Linked DNA regions of Triticum aestivum: region 1 is linked to region 2. Evidence: chromatin contacts called from public Hi-C data. All regions are on one chromosome and are shown on one strand. The core of a region is the stretch at or near the end of the contact, and the rest is flanking DNA. Distances in the headings are between cores, read along the strand shown.

What was found. A called contact is a pair of places that touch in the nucleus more often than the background predicts.
Region 1: a contact with region 2 is called in a Hi-C map of leaf, with 3 times the contacts expected there. The contact joins the promoter of LOC123189493 here to the promoter of LOC123189490 in region 2. A contact is called at or near these places in 2 of 5 Hi-C or Micro-C datasets (both in leaf).

Annotation. Positions count from the first base shown.
Region 1 is chr2A:571,767,638-571,775,321 of IWGSC CS RefSeq v2.1, reverse strand. LOC123189493 (probable amino acid permease 7) reads left to right here and starts at 5,908. Exons shown (of 7, transcript XM_044601921.1): 1 at 5,908-6,274; 2 at 6,403-6,639. The coding sequence starts at 6,187.
Region 2 is chr2A:571,372,023-571,379,635 of IWGSC CS RefSeq v2.1, reverse strand. LOC123189490 (small nuclear ribonucleoprotein SmD1a) reads left to right here and starts at 4,203. Exons shown (of 5, transcript XR_006495862.1): 1 at 4,203-4,392; 2 at 4,534-4,610; 3 at 5,860-6,051; 4 at 6,132-6,309; 5 at 6,399-6,625.

The sequences.
Region 1 (7,684 bases), core at 4,659-7,158, 390 kb before region 2:
ATGACTAATATTTGAATCTTCTCTGAATTCTTTTATGTATGATTGGTTATCTTTGCAAGTCTCTTCAAATTATCAGTTCGGTTTGGCCTACTAGATTGATCTTTCTTGCAATGGGAGAAGTGCTTAGCTTTGGGTTCAATCTTGCGGTGTCCTTCCCCGGTGACAGTAAGGGCAGCAAGGCACGTATTGTATTGTTGCCATCGAGGATAACAAGATGGGGTTTTCTTCATATTGCATGAGTCTATCCCTCTACATCATGTCATCTTGCTTAAGGCGTTACTCTGTTTTTAACTTAATACTGTAGATGCATGCTGGATAGCGGTCGATGAGTGGAGTAATAGTAGTAGATGTAGGCAGGAGTCAGTCTACTTGTCTCGGACGTGATGCCTATATACATGATCATACCTAGATATTCTCATAACTATGCTCAATTCTGTCAATTGCTCAACAGTAATTTGTTTACCCACCGTAGAATACTTATGCTGTCGAGAGAAGTCAGTAGTGAAACCTATGGCCCCCGGGTCTATCTTTATCATATTGATCTCCTACTACTTAGTTATTTCCTTTGCTATTTACTTTGCCTTTCTTTTACTTTGCATCTTTATCAAAAAATACCAAAAATATTATCTTACAATATCTCACTCTCGTAAGTGGCCTTATAGGGATTGACAACCCTTATTTGCGTTGGTTGCGAGGATTTATTTGTTTTGTGCAGGTACGAGGGACTCACGCGTAGCCTCCTACTGGATTGATACCTTGGTTCTCAAAAACTGAGGGAAAGACTTACGCTACTTTGCTGCATCATCCCTTCCTCTTCAGGGAAAACCAACGCAGTGCTCAAGAGGTAGCAGGGTGCAGTCTTCGGTCTTCGTATCTTCACAGCCCATCATTCCGGCCCATGGCTAACAGGCCGGACGCCCGAGGACCCCATAGTCTAGGACTCCCTCAACGGGGAAACCAGAGTCCGCGGGGCTGGCCGGGACAAAGTCCTCCTGGCCATGCTTGCTCGGCGCAGACTTCGAGAGTTCAGAGCTAGAGTCCGGGGCGAGTCCGCCTTTCAATGATAGGGGGAACCCGATCTGATTCTGAGTTTGCCGAGGACAAAATCGCCTCCGGATCTCTGATAGTGAGATTTGTAGCAGAGAGTCCGGTGGGCTCCAAACTCCCATCTTCAGACCTGGCAATTTGCTCCAGATCTAAGGCCAGAGCGGTGATCGGGGCCGTGAACCCTTCGAAGATCAAGTCTCCCCGGATATCAGCGACATAATTTAGGTTCCCTAAAATGATCTGATGACCGGGGGCGTAGTTGTCGATTTGTTCGAGGTGGCTAATCGAGTTGGCACGCAGAGCGAGGCCGCCGAACACAAAAATTTGACCTGGGAGGAAAGTTTCCCCTGAAACGGCATTGTTATTGATGATCGAACGATCCATCGAACCTTTTGTCGATGGCACAGTGGAACTCTCAATGAAAGCACCAATGTCGGTGTCAAAACCGGCCGATCTCGGGTAGGGGGTCCCAAACTGTGCATCTGAGGATCGAAGATAACAGGAGACAAGAGGGATACGATGTTTACCCAGGTTCAGGCCCTCTTAATGGAGGTAAAACTCTACGTCCTGCTTGATTGTATTTGATGAGTATAGGGGTTAGAAGAGTTGATCTACCTCGAGATCGTAATGGCTAAACCCTAGATGCCTAGCCTATATGAATTCTGATAGCCTCTACGGACTAACCCCTCCGGTTTATATCGACACCGGAGGAGCCTAGGGTTGTACAGAGTCGGTTTACAGAGAAAGGAAACTACACATCCGGATGTTTAAGCTTGTCATCCACGTAGAGGAGAGTCCCATCCGGACACGGGGGAAAATCTTCTACCTTATGTCTTCATGGCCCATCAGTCTGGCTCACAGCACACGTGCCGGACTCTCGAGGACCCCTTAGTCCAGGACTCCCTCAGCGTGTTGGGTAAGCCGGAGGAGAGAATCCCACCGCCGATGTTCTGGGTTGTGCGGCGAGCTTCATGTTGTTGTTTCTTCAAAAGAAAGTTGGGATCCAGATGAGCTAAAGGGTGAGAAAACCTTACTTTCCGGCTCGATTGTTGAACTTTCTGTCTTGGCAAATGTTCTGAGCCGGAGGAGAGAATAATTACCTCTTCATCGTCTGCACGGCTGGCCTCCGCATCATCCTGATAGTGATCATTATCAATAAGATGTACAAGAAATGAGCGAAGGGAGTCAAATTTTACCTCCGACTCATCATTGTCATCCAAGTCAAATAACTCAGAGGGGTTGGTCTTCTTCTTGGCAGGCTTTTTAGGAGCCTTATTCTTTGTTTGGGTCTTTCTCGCCGGTTTATCTTGAAGTTTCTTATTCCAGAAAGAAGAGTCGGCCTGCAACAATCAAATGGCTAAGAAAATAATTCAACGGAAGATGACTAAAGTTGGAAATCGTTTGAATACTTACAGCTGGCGGTTTGTTGATTACACAGAAAGGATTTAACCATGTTTTGCTGCAATCTGCCAAGCTCTCGTTCAGCAGGGTTTTGGTCATGTCATTGATGTCTTCATCAGTTAGCACTATATGGCAGTGTTGTTGGGGATCTTTGGCATCTCTAGTGTACTCGCACATTAAACCGGATCAGCGGCTTAAGGGCAGAATTCTCCATGCGACCCAACATCGGACTAGATCGATTCTAGTCAAGCCGTTAGCCATTAAGGCTCTGATCTTTGAAAAGACAGGCATATATTTGGCCCATTCTTCTATGTTGATCCGTTCTGGCAAAGGGTGCCTGTTGCTAAGCCGGTTCTCACGATAACCTGGCAGAGGATTCTCTCCTTCTAGAGAAGTATCTTGGCAGTAAAACTCAAGTTTGGTTCCAGTCCTTGGGATGATTGGGCAGTTTGGCGCCTGGGAAGGTGGCTTCTTTCTACCTCTGAAGCGAAATGCCACCTAACTCTAGGCTGAGCCCATCTGTGAACTCAGTCTGCCGGTTTAAATAGTAAAATTCCCTGAATAGTTCTATAGTGGGCTCCTGTTGTAGGTACTCCTCGCAGAACACTTCAAAGTTGCAAATGTTTGAGATGGAATTGGGCCCAACATCTTGAGGGCAGAGCTTGAAAAAGTGCAGCACATCACGGAAGATTTTTGAGCCGGGAGGAGTAAAACCTCAGAGCAGATGATCAGTAAAGGCAATTACTTCATCTTCCTTGGGCTCAGGAGGGGTTTCTATGCCTGGGACCCTCCAATGGATGACATCTTTGTTGGCTAAGACGCCCGTTTGAACATATTCGTTCAATGTTTCCTCGAGGACCCAGGAAACGACCCAGTTGCATGAGGTGACGGTCTTCGCTTTAGACATTTTTTACTACAAAGGAAAATATTGTCGGGTTAAGGATTCTGATGCTAAGTCGGCTAGTCATCAAAAAGTAAGTGCTACTAAGAATGACATAGCTAAACCGGAAGACAGTACCAGGTTATGCGTGTGAAGAACATATCTTGCCGGCTTAACAAGGGGACTAATGCTATATGGCGGGTTGTGGTTTATTATATGAACCACCCACACGTTTTCAGTGGAGTGGATCTATGAGTGATTTTTGCTAAGTCATGGACAAACAGATTTCACGAATTGGTGCTAAAATTTTGGATTTATAGAGGTTCAGAAAAAGGAAATAAATTCTAGACCTAAAGTGAAGGCGGTGGAATAACTCATATGTTCAGATGGATCTTATACAGAAAAAACATCTAATGCGATTGGAAAAGGGATGTTAAGCTACTACCACGCGTCTTCAATATCATGTTCAGATTCAACTACGTGATCTAAATAAGGAAAAGAAGAACAGAGAAAAACTCCGACGAACTGGGCAAACCCTAATGGAGATCTGCTACATGGGAGGAGGAGTACTTACTAATGCAGTTGAACAGCGAAAGTGCGCCGCAGTGCTCTAATCCGTTCAGGTTGATGCAGCGGCCGCAGTCGAGGCAGTTGACGAAGGTCGACGGCGGCGGAGCTTGGGAGCATAGGAACGTTGCGAGGAGGAAGGCGAAGACGAGGGGCAAGGGTGAAAAAGTGAAAAGGATCCCTGTCCCTATTTATAAGGAGATGGATAAATGGCATGCGCAGGAATCGAGGAGGCTGAAAAAATGATTATGTGGCTACGTGGACGCCTCGATTTTCGGGAGATCCATTAAAGATAAAGATATGTTGAGATGTTCTGGGCTTCGTGTGAAGTTAATGTGAGATGATGTCATGGCGGTTAACATAATTCTGAGATGTGACGTCAAGGCGGGTTATAATGAATTGGAAAGGGATTAGCGATGGAAAATTCTGTTAAGTCAAGTGCTGAAGATTGATGTGAACAAGTTCAAATCAACCTGGGGCCTAGTGTTGGGGATATAACTACTGGGTATGACCCGCCCAGGGAGGGCGGGTCATTTCACTGGCGGCTTAAAATAACGAGGCCCAAGAAGACATGAAGATGGCGGTTCATAGAGCAAACTTATTGAAGGCCCAAGACCCGGGGACGACTTGAGGCCCATGGATGTGAGCCGCCATATGTTTAACTTGTACTGTAAGGCAAGCTTAGTTAGTTACCGAGCCGTACACAGTGTGTATGAGCCGGCCGGAACTCTGTAAGCCACCGGGCATCAACCTGTATATAAAGGGGTGACCCGACGGCGGGTTAACTCAAGAAACAATTGAACGAGAACTAGGTCAAGTGTATTCGCTCCATGGTAATCGAAACCCAAGCAATACAACCTAAAGCAGGAGTAGGCTTTTACCTTGTTGAGAGGGGCCTAACCTGGGTAAACTCTCTGTGTCTTTTTTTCCGTTTAACCCCTTCAACCTAACCTAGTTGCGATGGCTCCAGACCTAAGTCCTTTTGCTAGGGCATCTGCCGTGTTAAGTCCACGACAGCCGCCATGCATGACGAAGCTGTGCGCGGGCACGAAGGCGAGCAGTTGTGACGTTCATCGGTACGGGGTAGTGGCGCGTGGATCTGGCCGTCTCGGTGTGGGCAGAGTGGTCAAATCCCTATATCCGAGCCGATGCCAGCTCGAAGAGCGCCTCATGGAGAGAGGTTGCCTCCGGCCGCCGGATCCTTACCGAATTTCATCCTGGTCTTTAGGCTGAGAGGCTATTGCGGCTTAGTAAAGCCAGAGGACGAGGGGCTTCATCGGCTCTGGGTTTCATGCTCCACGTCGTCGGTGGTTTTCTACAGCAGTTTCGATGGCGGAAGACACTGGCGCTGAGCATCTTCGGCTTGTACGGAGAAGGCGATGGACCAACTCTGCTGCAGTTTGGTGGTGGCAGCCGCACTGTTTGTATCCTTTATGTATGTTTGTATTTGTATGAGTTCATGTACTGACTTCCTTGATGTATAAATACAAGTAGCGCGTATACCTACGGGTGTACGCTTTCAAAAAAAATGTCAATGTCTGCTTTTGTTTAATAAAATATGTCAGAAACGTCAGGAATATGGGATGTTTAAATGAAAATCATCGGACTTTCATGAAAATCATGTGGTTTGTTTAAATTCCATTTGAAAAGTGTCCGGACGATTTGAGGTACACGGTTGTATGTCCGCCCTCTTGTGGATACGTCCGAGCATGCATGCGGACGGATACCGTGTCCATTCTAGGAGAGCTAAGTCTAGTGTACTTCACAAAATGCCAAACAGTTTACCCCTGCCCAGGTAAATCTGGTTTGTTCGGGAGAGATCCAGAATACTCGATTGTTCGAAGAACAAAACATGCATGCTGCAATGATCGCACATAGTAACATTCTCAAAACCAAATTTGGTTTCCGCATACAATCTGTGGCCCCGAATGATTCGCTGCAATTACGGAGTGCCCCGCTGTACCTCCGTGTGAATTGACCACAGCGCAATCAAGCGGCGCCAAGTAGCAGCACCTCACCACACCGGTGTGGAGGCCTACACGCGGCGAACACTCGAGGAGCCAGTCACAGCAGAGCCTCTCACGCATGCGATTCCCGTTATTACAATAGGCCTCTTTCCTCGTCCTCTCGATCCACCGACGCATCAGTGCCTCCTCAAATAAAGCTGACCGATCGAGCCACCATTTGCCAAGAAGTTTTCCAATCAGTTCAGTGAGGCTCCGTGATACGATTCCCCATCCGTGCTCTCCGCCGGCCGGCCGGGAAGGGAAGGGAGCGGAATTCCTCCGACGATGGCGTTCGGCGAAGGGGGAGGCGACGCCACGGCCCCTCTCATCTCCTCCGACGGGCCGAAGCGCCATCTCAACATCGTCAGGAACGGTGAGCGCCCCGCCCGGACCGAACCTCATCCCCGTCGATCCATCCATCGATCGGTTTCTTTGGATCCTTGTCTCTCGTTGCGTTTGGTCGTCGATGTTTGCTGACCCCGCCATTGGATTGGAACGCAGGGAACGAATGGACGGCGTCGGCGCACGTGATCACGGCGGTGATCGGGTCCGGGGTGCTGTCGCTGGCGTGGAGCATGGCGCAGCTGGGGTGGGTGGCCGGGCCGGGCATGATGGTGGTGTTCGCCTCCGTGACGGCGCTGCAGTCCACCATCTTCGCCGACTGCTACCGGTCGCCGGACCCGGAGCACGGCCCGCACCGCAACCGCACCTACGCGCACGCCGTCGAGCGCAACTTAGGTACGCAATCCACGTCCCGCCCGTCCTTTTCCGTTTCTTGGCATCTTTTCTGTCCAACTGTTCCTAATCCAAATCTTCAGACAAGATGATATTATAGTTAATGAGCGTGTAGCTGTATCCGTTCACTGTTCGCCGCGATTGAGTGACAGTCTGACAGAGACAACATAGCCACACATTGGGCATCAAGTTGTTAAACAAAGATACAGTATCTTTTTTTAGCGTATTAAACAAAGCTACATGTGTTACACAAGGGGGGGGGGGGGGGGGGGGGACAAATTATGAAGTCACGTCTCTGTTCTTCTTGTCTTCCTTACCTATCCTTTCCATTGATGTCTCTGTCGCCCATGGTGCTTCTGTACCTTGCAATCTTCATCACATTATTGCTTCTGGTGTGTAACCGGAGCGAAGGAAACACAAACTCTGAGAGACACAGGAGCGGAGACGAGCACCACTGGAGCAAGAGATCGATCGAAGAAGGCTCGTGAATCTCGCGGCTGGACCAGGCATTGTGTGGAGCTCGTCAAAAGAGCGCGCAAACGGCTTGGGGGCACGTTCCTAATCAAACTGCCCCGCTGATTAGAGACCACTAATTTCTTTAATATAACTGGTCGCAGTGCACGGGTTCGTGTTTGGGACTGCAGAGCAGGACAGCTGGCTATGGCTAGCGGGACTGTCAAGCAACAACGGGAAGGGGGTGGTGGTCCGTTTGAGCTCGGAAGGCATGAGACAAGTCTTACAAGTTACAGCCAATGTGCAGCTGCCGCGTGGGCGTGGCGTGGCTGTTTGATTTGTGACCCTAATCCGTAACCCCTGTGGATTCTTCCGCCGGACCAAACGTGCTTCTTCTTTTTTTTTGGGGGTGGACCAAACGTGCTTCGTCCATAATGAAGCGATACGGATGTGCCAACATTGTTGGAAGTTTGGGGCAAGCGGGTCCAAAAGTCGGCGGCCCACCTTCTTTTTCAACGTGGCTACACCGTGAGAGTTTGGGGGCATGATTAAAGCCTAGCTTGGCTTGCACGATGTACACCCAACAGAGTGGGGA
Region 2 (7,613 bases), core at 2,954-5,453:
CACGGTGGCAGCTCCGTCTGCAGTCACAACATATTAAAGATACTGGCATCATGCTGCTCTTATTATGTGACATTCATCAGAAAAACATTACTTACCCCATGACTCGTCAAGCCGCTTGTTAACAAGCTCGATGTCGGCGTCTGCCGCATCTAGTTGCTGCTTTAGTTCAGCAAACTCATGAGTCCGGCTAGCCACCGAAGCTCCCATTACCTGTACATTAAAGCGGTATGGTTATTGTCTGGGACTACGATCCTCTGTTTGCCGCTGTCCTCGGTGACAACCAGAGTCTCGGGGGCTACTATCTACACAGGGCACACCTAAAAATGTGCGGTACCATCACAAATGTACATCATTTTACGTACCTTAAAGCCCGTCAGTAGACTCACAAAGGCATCATGCAACCTGCTTTCGGCGAATGAAATCCTTTCCAATCACCGTACCCATCAATGTACGGTGTTCCTCTGAGATGGCTGCTCGCTCCAACAGCTCCCTCAGTACGTCCGACCGCATAACAGATGTTGCCGGACTCTTTTGTTTGCTCTCTTCAAGAGCCGGACGCTGAGGACTTCGGGTAACTATAGGATTATCTTCTGGCCTCATCGGATCCGGAGAGGCCCTCCGCGACGACACTTCAAGGTTGCCCGCTTCTTGAGCGGGGGAGTCCGGGGGAGGTGTTTCGCTCTCCATCATCTCCGGAAGAAGATCCCCTGAAGACGAGCTCTGCTGAGAAGGGCTAAGATCCGAACTGCAAGATAAACGCTTCGATTATTTTCCTTAGAGGTAAGGTAGTACATCTCCACTATTAAAGTACTTTCTGATTACTTACAGCTCGTTGGAGGGCTGATCCTCGCGCGGACTTTGTGCGGCAAAAGCACCCTCCAATGCAGGACCCTCTAGTGGAGACTTCTTCTCCCGTTTGGAAGCCTCGGTTTCCGGATCTTTAGAGGCAGTCCTCTTCCTTCCCCGAAGCGAGAGAAGGTCGGATTCTTCTCCTCGGTTATCCTCCTTCACGGAGGTGCTCATTCCCTCGGTTGGAATTGGTAGCGATGGGGGCCCACTTTTGACCTCATTATCCCCCCCCCCTTTATCTTCCTTTGAGGGCTCCGAGCAGGGTGCTAGCTCGAGCATCTTTTCCAGTACCGGATTCTCCAAACCCTCAGGAAGGGGGGCCGAACACCGAATCATCTTCGCCTTAGTTAGCCAGTCATGGTCAAAGAGCGACTTCTTAGAATGACGTCGTGGTAAATAAAAGACGGTGTGTTCGGCTAAAGGATTACTTACTTGGTCGGTGGTACGGTTGCTGCTCAGGCCCATGTCCTCGATAGTATCCGGACACTCTATTTGGGGTCCGAAGAATGATTTGTACATCTCCTTGTGCGTCAGGCCGAGGAAATTCTGAATAGTACGCGGCCCTTCTGGGTTGAACTCCCACATGCGGAGGGGCCGGCGTTTGCAAGGGTGGACTCGACGAACCAGCATGACTTGCGCCACCATAATCAAACTGAAATCTCCTTCGAAGAGATTTTGGATGCGGCTTTGTAGTATAGGCACGTCCTTGGCAGGACCCCAGCTCAGCCCTCTGCTAATCCATGACATCAGTTGTGGTGGAGGGCCTGAGCGGAAAGCAGGGGCAGCCACCCACTTGGCACTTCTGGGAGCTGTGATGTAAAACCACTCATGTTGCCATAATCCGGACACCTCTGGAAAGGAGCCTTTGGTCCACGGAGCTCCTACTACCTTGCTTATTAATGCGCCTCCACACGCTGCATACTGCCCCTCGACCATCTTCGGCTTCACGTCAAAGGTCTTGAGCCACATGCCAAAGTGAGGGGTAACGCGGAGGAAGGCATCACACACGACAATGAATGTCGAGATGTGGAGAAAGGAGTCCGGGGCTAGATCGTGGAAATCTAGCCCGTAATAAAACATCAACCCCCTAACGAAGGGATCCAGAGTGAGGCCTAGTCCTCGGAGGAGGTGGGAGATGAACACGACGTCTTCATTGGGTTCAGGAGTAGGGACGACCTGCCCTCGGGCAGGCAGCCGATGCGTAACCTCGGCGGTCAGGTATCTGGCCTCCCTCAACTTCTTGATGTCTTCTTCCGTAATGGAGGAGGGCATCCATTGGCCTTGAAGGCTAGATCCGGACATGATTGAAGGTCCGGAGCACCTGACCTGGGCTTTGGGTGTTAGAACTCGAGACGGGGAAAGGATTCGATTGAGCACGGAAGGAAAAAAAGTAAAAGCCTTGTCCCTTTTATAAAGAGGGTGAATATCAAGCGTCCTCTCCGTAGCCGTTTGGGACTTGCCTATAATCTAGGAGTCCTAGACACGGTTGGGTTACCCACGCCCGTATTGATGAGAATCCCGTAATAAAGGGACACGATCTCTACTTCGACGAGACGTGTCAAAAACTGCCTCGCGTTATGTGCGGGGCTAGTTAAAGGAAACGGTTCGAATAATCACCCAACCACGGCTTAATGTCATGTTGCCAAAACAAGTCAACAAATTAGATTTGTGAAAATATTATTCTCTCTACGGTGGTATGTGGAACTTATTTTGCAGGGTCGAACACTATCCTTGTATTCAAATTCTTCCGTGATGTATTCGGAGGAGGAACCCGCCTTGCAATGCCGAAGACAATACTGCGCGCCGGACTCATCGTCATTGAAGCCTGGTTCAGGGGCTACTGAGGGAGTCCTGGATTAGGGGGTCTCCGGACAGCCGAACTATCTCCATTGGCCGGACTGTTAGACTATGAAGATACAAGATTGAAGACTTCGTCTCGTGTCCGGATGGGACTCTACTTGGCGTGGAAGGCAAGCTAGGCAATACGGATATGTGTATCTCCTCCTTTGTAACCGACCTTGTGTAACTCTAACCTCTCCGGTGTCTATATAAACCGGAGGGTTTTAGTCCGTAGGACACACCAACACCAACAACAACAACATATAATCATACCATAGGCTAGCTTCTAGGGTTTAGCCCCTCTGATCTCGTGGTAGATCTACTCTTGTACTACCCATATCATCAATATTAATCAAGCAGGACATAGGGTTTTACCTCCATCAAGAGGGCCCGAACCTGGGTAAAACATCGTGTTCCCTGCCTCCTGTTACCATCCGCCTTAAACGCACAGTTCGGGACCCCCTACCCGAGATCCGCCGGTTTTGACACCGACAACGTTCGACTACATCAACCGCGTTACTAAACGCTTCCACTTTCGGTCTACGAGGGTACGTAGACACACTCTCCCATCTTGTTGCTATGTGTCTCCTAGATAGATCTTGCGTGACCGTAGATTTTTTTTGAAATACTGCGTTCCCCAACAACAACTTCCTCACCTTCATTGCAAGATTAGTCACCAAGTTAACATGTAACTAATCTAGTGTCATATCAACATTCCTTGTAACGCCATCGCACTTGCCGGTATCAATAAAAAATCCAAAAGTTCTAGGGCTCCTCATACATGATGTGATACCGACAATCAAATTGTAACATGAAAAATAGGATGTCCTCCACAATCCTAAAGCGCACTTCATGCAGCACCGCCCAAGCAAACTACATCGTAGTTTGCGACGAGTTCTGACCAAATGACTTAGCAGTTAGAAGCCTTATTCGGATTGTTCAAACCTTTGGTCCTTGTGAACACTCACAGTGCCTTTCTCCTTCAGATCAAAGACTCTGCAACACTCCAAATTGGGCTCAAGCATGGTGCCTGAAATGTTGGGCTCTTCCTTCCCTTTAGTAAACACAATCTGGCCTTCTGACGGTGGTACATCTCTTATGGACTCAAACCAATCTAGAATTCTAACCAAACCGCTCGCCAAGGGCAGAATGCTGGACTAACCAGCCCTATGATCAGCCTGAACTAAGTATTCATGGAGAACCAGTTATCATCACGAGGAAAAAGTTTGAAAAGAGATGCCCTCGTCGGACACAGAAAATGGCCGGCATGGTACTGAAACCCTAGAAACCTACTCCCTCCGTTCGGAAATACTCGTAGTTGAAATTGATGTATCTAGATGTATTTTAGTTCTAGATATATCCATTTTAATGACAAGTAATTTCGAACGGAGGGAGTAGGTACCTTCTACACACGAATAGTTTCTTTTTGAGAAAACAACAGGCTTTGTTAGTTTGTTGGGGAACAAAAATAGTCGGTGCCAGCGTATTGTTTCTGAGAAGCGCAGTGGCCTCACGGCCTCTACCGAGGCCTAAGACGTAAAGCCCGGCCCAAGTGAACCGACTCACCAGCAACCAGCCAGGTCAGCCTTCAAACTAGGGTTTTGCCCTCCCGCTCCGAGAAAGCAAACAGCTCGAGCTCCTCCGATTCTGTCCGCCTCCGTTCCTCCGCATCTTCCCGGCCGCCGCCAAGATGAAGCTCGTCAGGTAACGCCCCCCCCCCCCCCCCCCCCCCCCCCCCCCCCACTTTTCTTCCCTTCTTTCGGATTGGTTTTGTTTTGCCGTTCCTCGCTGATCTGGTCGGTGTAATCTCCCGCCGCGGATTTGGGCGTTTGTGTTGGGCCGCAGGTTCTTGATGAAGCTGAACAACGAGACGGTCACCATCGAGCTCAAGAACGGCACTACCGTCCACGGCACCATCACCGGTATGCTTCGACCTCACTCCTCCCGAGTGTGAAATCCTGAAATTTTAGGGTTTCTTTCAGCGCGTCCGTGTCTAGGATCCGTTAGTTTTGTCCCCGTGCTTTGTGTTTTTGAGATCTAGTTGCGTGTGCTTGCCTGATTGTGTGGCGTTGTTTTGTTTGGTTTAGAGCTCGTGGAAGTGAACATATCTTCTATGTATGGTCAGTGATTTCCTTTCGTAGTTGAAGGATTAGGTAATTATTACATACAGTGTGGAACTGAGATGAAGATGATTTGCTCCATTAGTTTTGTGGCGCACAATTAGTGATGTTTCTTTGCATTGGCTGTTCAGCTTGGTCAATTAGCAATTTGATTCATACGAATTGTGCGGAGTGCGTTTACATTCAGCCGATCTTCTCTTATGTGTCCGGTGCTGTCCACTCCTGTTGTTAAATACATGATGTATTTTGTACTCCCTCTGTCTGAAAAAGCTTGTCACTCAAATGAATGTATCTAGCACCAAGTTAGTGCTAGATACATCCATTTGAGAAACAAGCTTGGGACAAGCTTTTTCGGACGGTAGGAGTATATTGAAATCTTTAGTCTTCTATATATTATTCCAAGGAATATAGTGATGTCATCTCCTTATGATAGTGTAGTAACATACATTAGTTGCTCAGAATGAGAATGCATTGGGATCATGTACCTCTGTATGCCCCCTCCTAATCCTCTTTGTTACTCCCTGATGAATGTTTATACTATTAAACCTAGAAGAGGAACACACCGCACTAAGTTTGATGAAAGGTGCAATAAACAATGTAAGAACATTTGATGAAATTTCTTTGCAACTGGAGAACATTTGTTTTGTTTTAAAAAGGGTACTGTAGGAAATATGACTTGAAGATTGGAATAATGGTTTTCATATTTCTACATTCGTTTTGTTACTTGAGGTCTTCTGGCCTTAGGGTTTATAATGTTTGCCAAATTGGATTTTGTTGAGTATATTCCATAAGTTTCCACTGCTTATTAAAAGAAAAAAAATGCATCCTGGAAGATTCGTATTATGTAACTTCTTGTTGCAGTTTAGAAAACCGGGTTGCCCAGTTTTACTCTTCAGTCATGTAGAATTCGGGAAATCATTGTTTGGACCCTGTCTGGCTCTTCAGTTTTGCAACTCCCATAACATCGTGCTGCTGCAACTATTTTTGTACCAACTGATTGGGATCATGATTACTGGTACTGCAGATCCTCTGACTGATGCATATTTTGTAGGTGTTGACATAAGCATGAATACTCATCTGAAGACCGTAAAGCTCACAATGAAAGGGAAGAATCCTGTAACCCTTGATCACATCAGCGTGAGAGGAAACAACATTCGGTACTACATCCTCCCTGATAGCTTAAACCTGGAAACGTTGCTGGTTGAGGATACTCCCAGGGTCAAGTCTAAGAAGCCAACTACAGGTACAGTTTTTTTTTACCACAGCTATTCTATGGTCAGTTTCCACAAGAACTGTAAACTGACCAGCCTACTTTTGTTCCAGGGAAGCCTATGGGTCGGGGTCGTGGACGCGGCCGTGGGCGTGGCCGGGGCCGGGGGCGCTGAGCTTTATTGTTCCCTGCTTTGGAAGCTCGTGCAGTGCAAGTCCCTACAGCGTAACCTGCTTCCTCTGCGAGCTATGTCGAAGAATGTTTCTGTTCTGTTAGAAGATGTCAATCTAAGTACGTGTTGATGCGGAATCATCTCGCCTGTTTGACCTATGTTCTTATATATTGTTCGTAATGCATTTTCTCGGGAATTTCACTTGCAGGCCTCCAGACTTTTGAAATGCTAAGTGGCATCATGTGCTGTTACTTGTTACCCTGGAATTCTTGCCCTTGTGCTTTTGCGTAGCAGTAAGTTGTGTTTGAGTAGAAGCTGACCCTTTTTCTTTTGTGGCAATGCTTGAAATTAAACTGGGATGGGGGCACTGGTATTGCAGATTACATATTGACATATTCATCTGAAACATGCACCCGTCTACAATTCTTGCCTGTATGCTGCGATGTTAGGCTTGATCACTTTCTGTGATTTGATTTTCTGCCCGGTGTGGTTTTGCTTCCTATGAGTTTGGAACTAATGGAATCTTCATTTTTACTTGCAATGCCCACTCAAAATCCAATTAGATGGTGGGTGATGTTGGTTCCACCTCCCTCTTTCACCGTAGGCTACGTTTGATGCTGTGGTGGTCTTTTTTTAGAGCATTTATATATCCTGGAATCTCTCCATCTTGTTTGTTGAGACAATTGTCTTACTGGAATGTAACTCCAAAAGGCTTAGTATAGTCAAGTAAGTTTTTGGAATGTGTTCGCAAAAAAAAAGTTGGTAAAAGTTTCTGTAACCGGCCACATTCCACAGCGGAATCAGATATAACCTCTCGGTCGTGATGTATCCATCGTTCAGACAGTGCCGTGCCGAATCGTGCAGCGAGCGTTATGGGTGATGCGTTTGAAGCGACAGGTTTGGCCGGCCGGCCGGCCCATGGTGGTGTCATGTCTGGGACAAATGTTGGCCGGAGCATTTGCCTCTGTCTCTTCACCGTCTTACGTTTCAGGATCGGGACGAATTAAAACCTCGACGGCGATCAGTTTCTTATAAGCTTTATCAAAGTGTTAGAACAAATTTCTGATAATAACCCCTCGCATAAATGCGCGTCCCAATCGAATTGATTCCATCCTGTCAAGCCCGTCGTCCGTCCATCCATCCATGCCCTCCCAGTCCTAGTCTTCCTCCATATGCGTTGTCAATGGAGGACACCCCCAACCCCAATCAGCCAAGCCGCACGCATTATCCTCTTCCATCTTCTATCTATCTAAAAGGCAAAAGACAAATATTCCGCAGCAAAAGATGGAGGAAAAGCAGAGCCGAGCCGCCTGTTGCTCTCTGCAAATTGATTCCCCCCACATGCCCCTCGATGCCAAGATGACACATCACGGCATCAATAATCCCGTCTTGTTAGACATGTGTCTTGGGCCAGGCCACACGG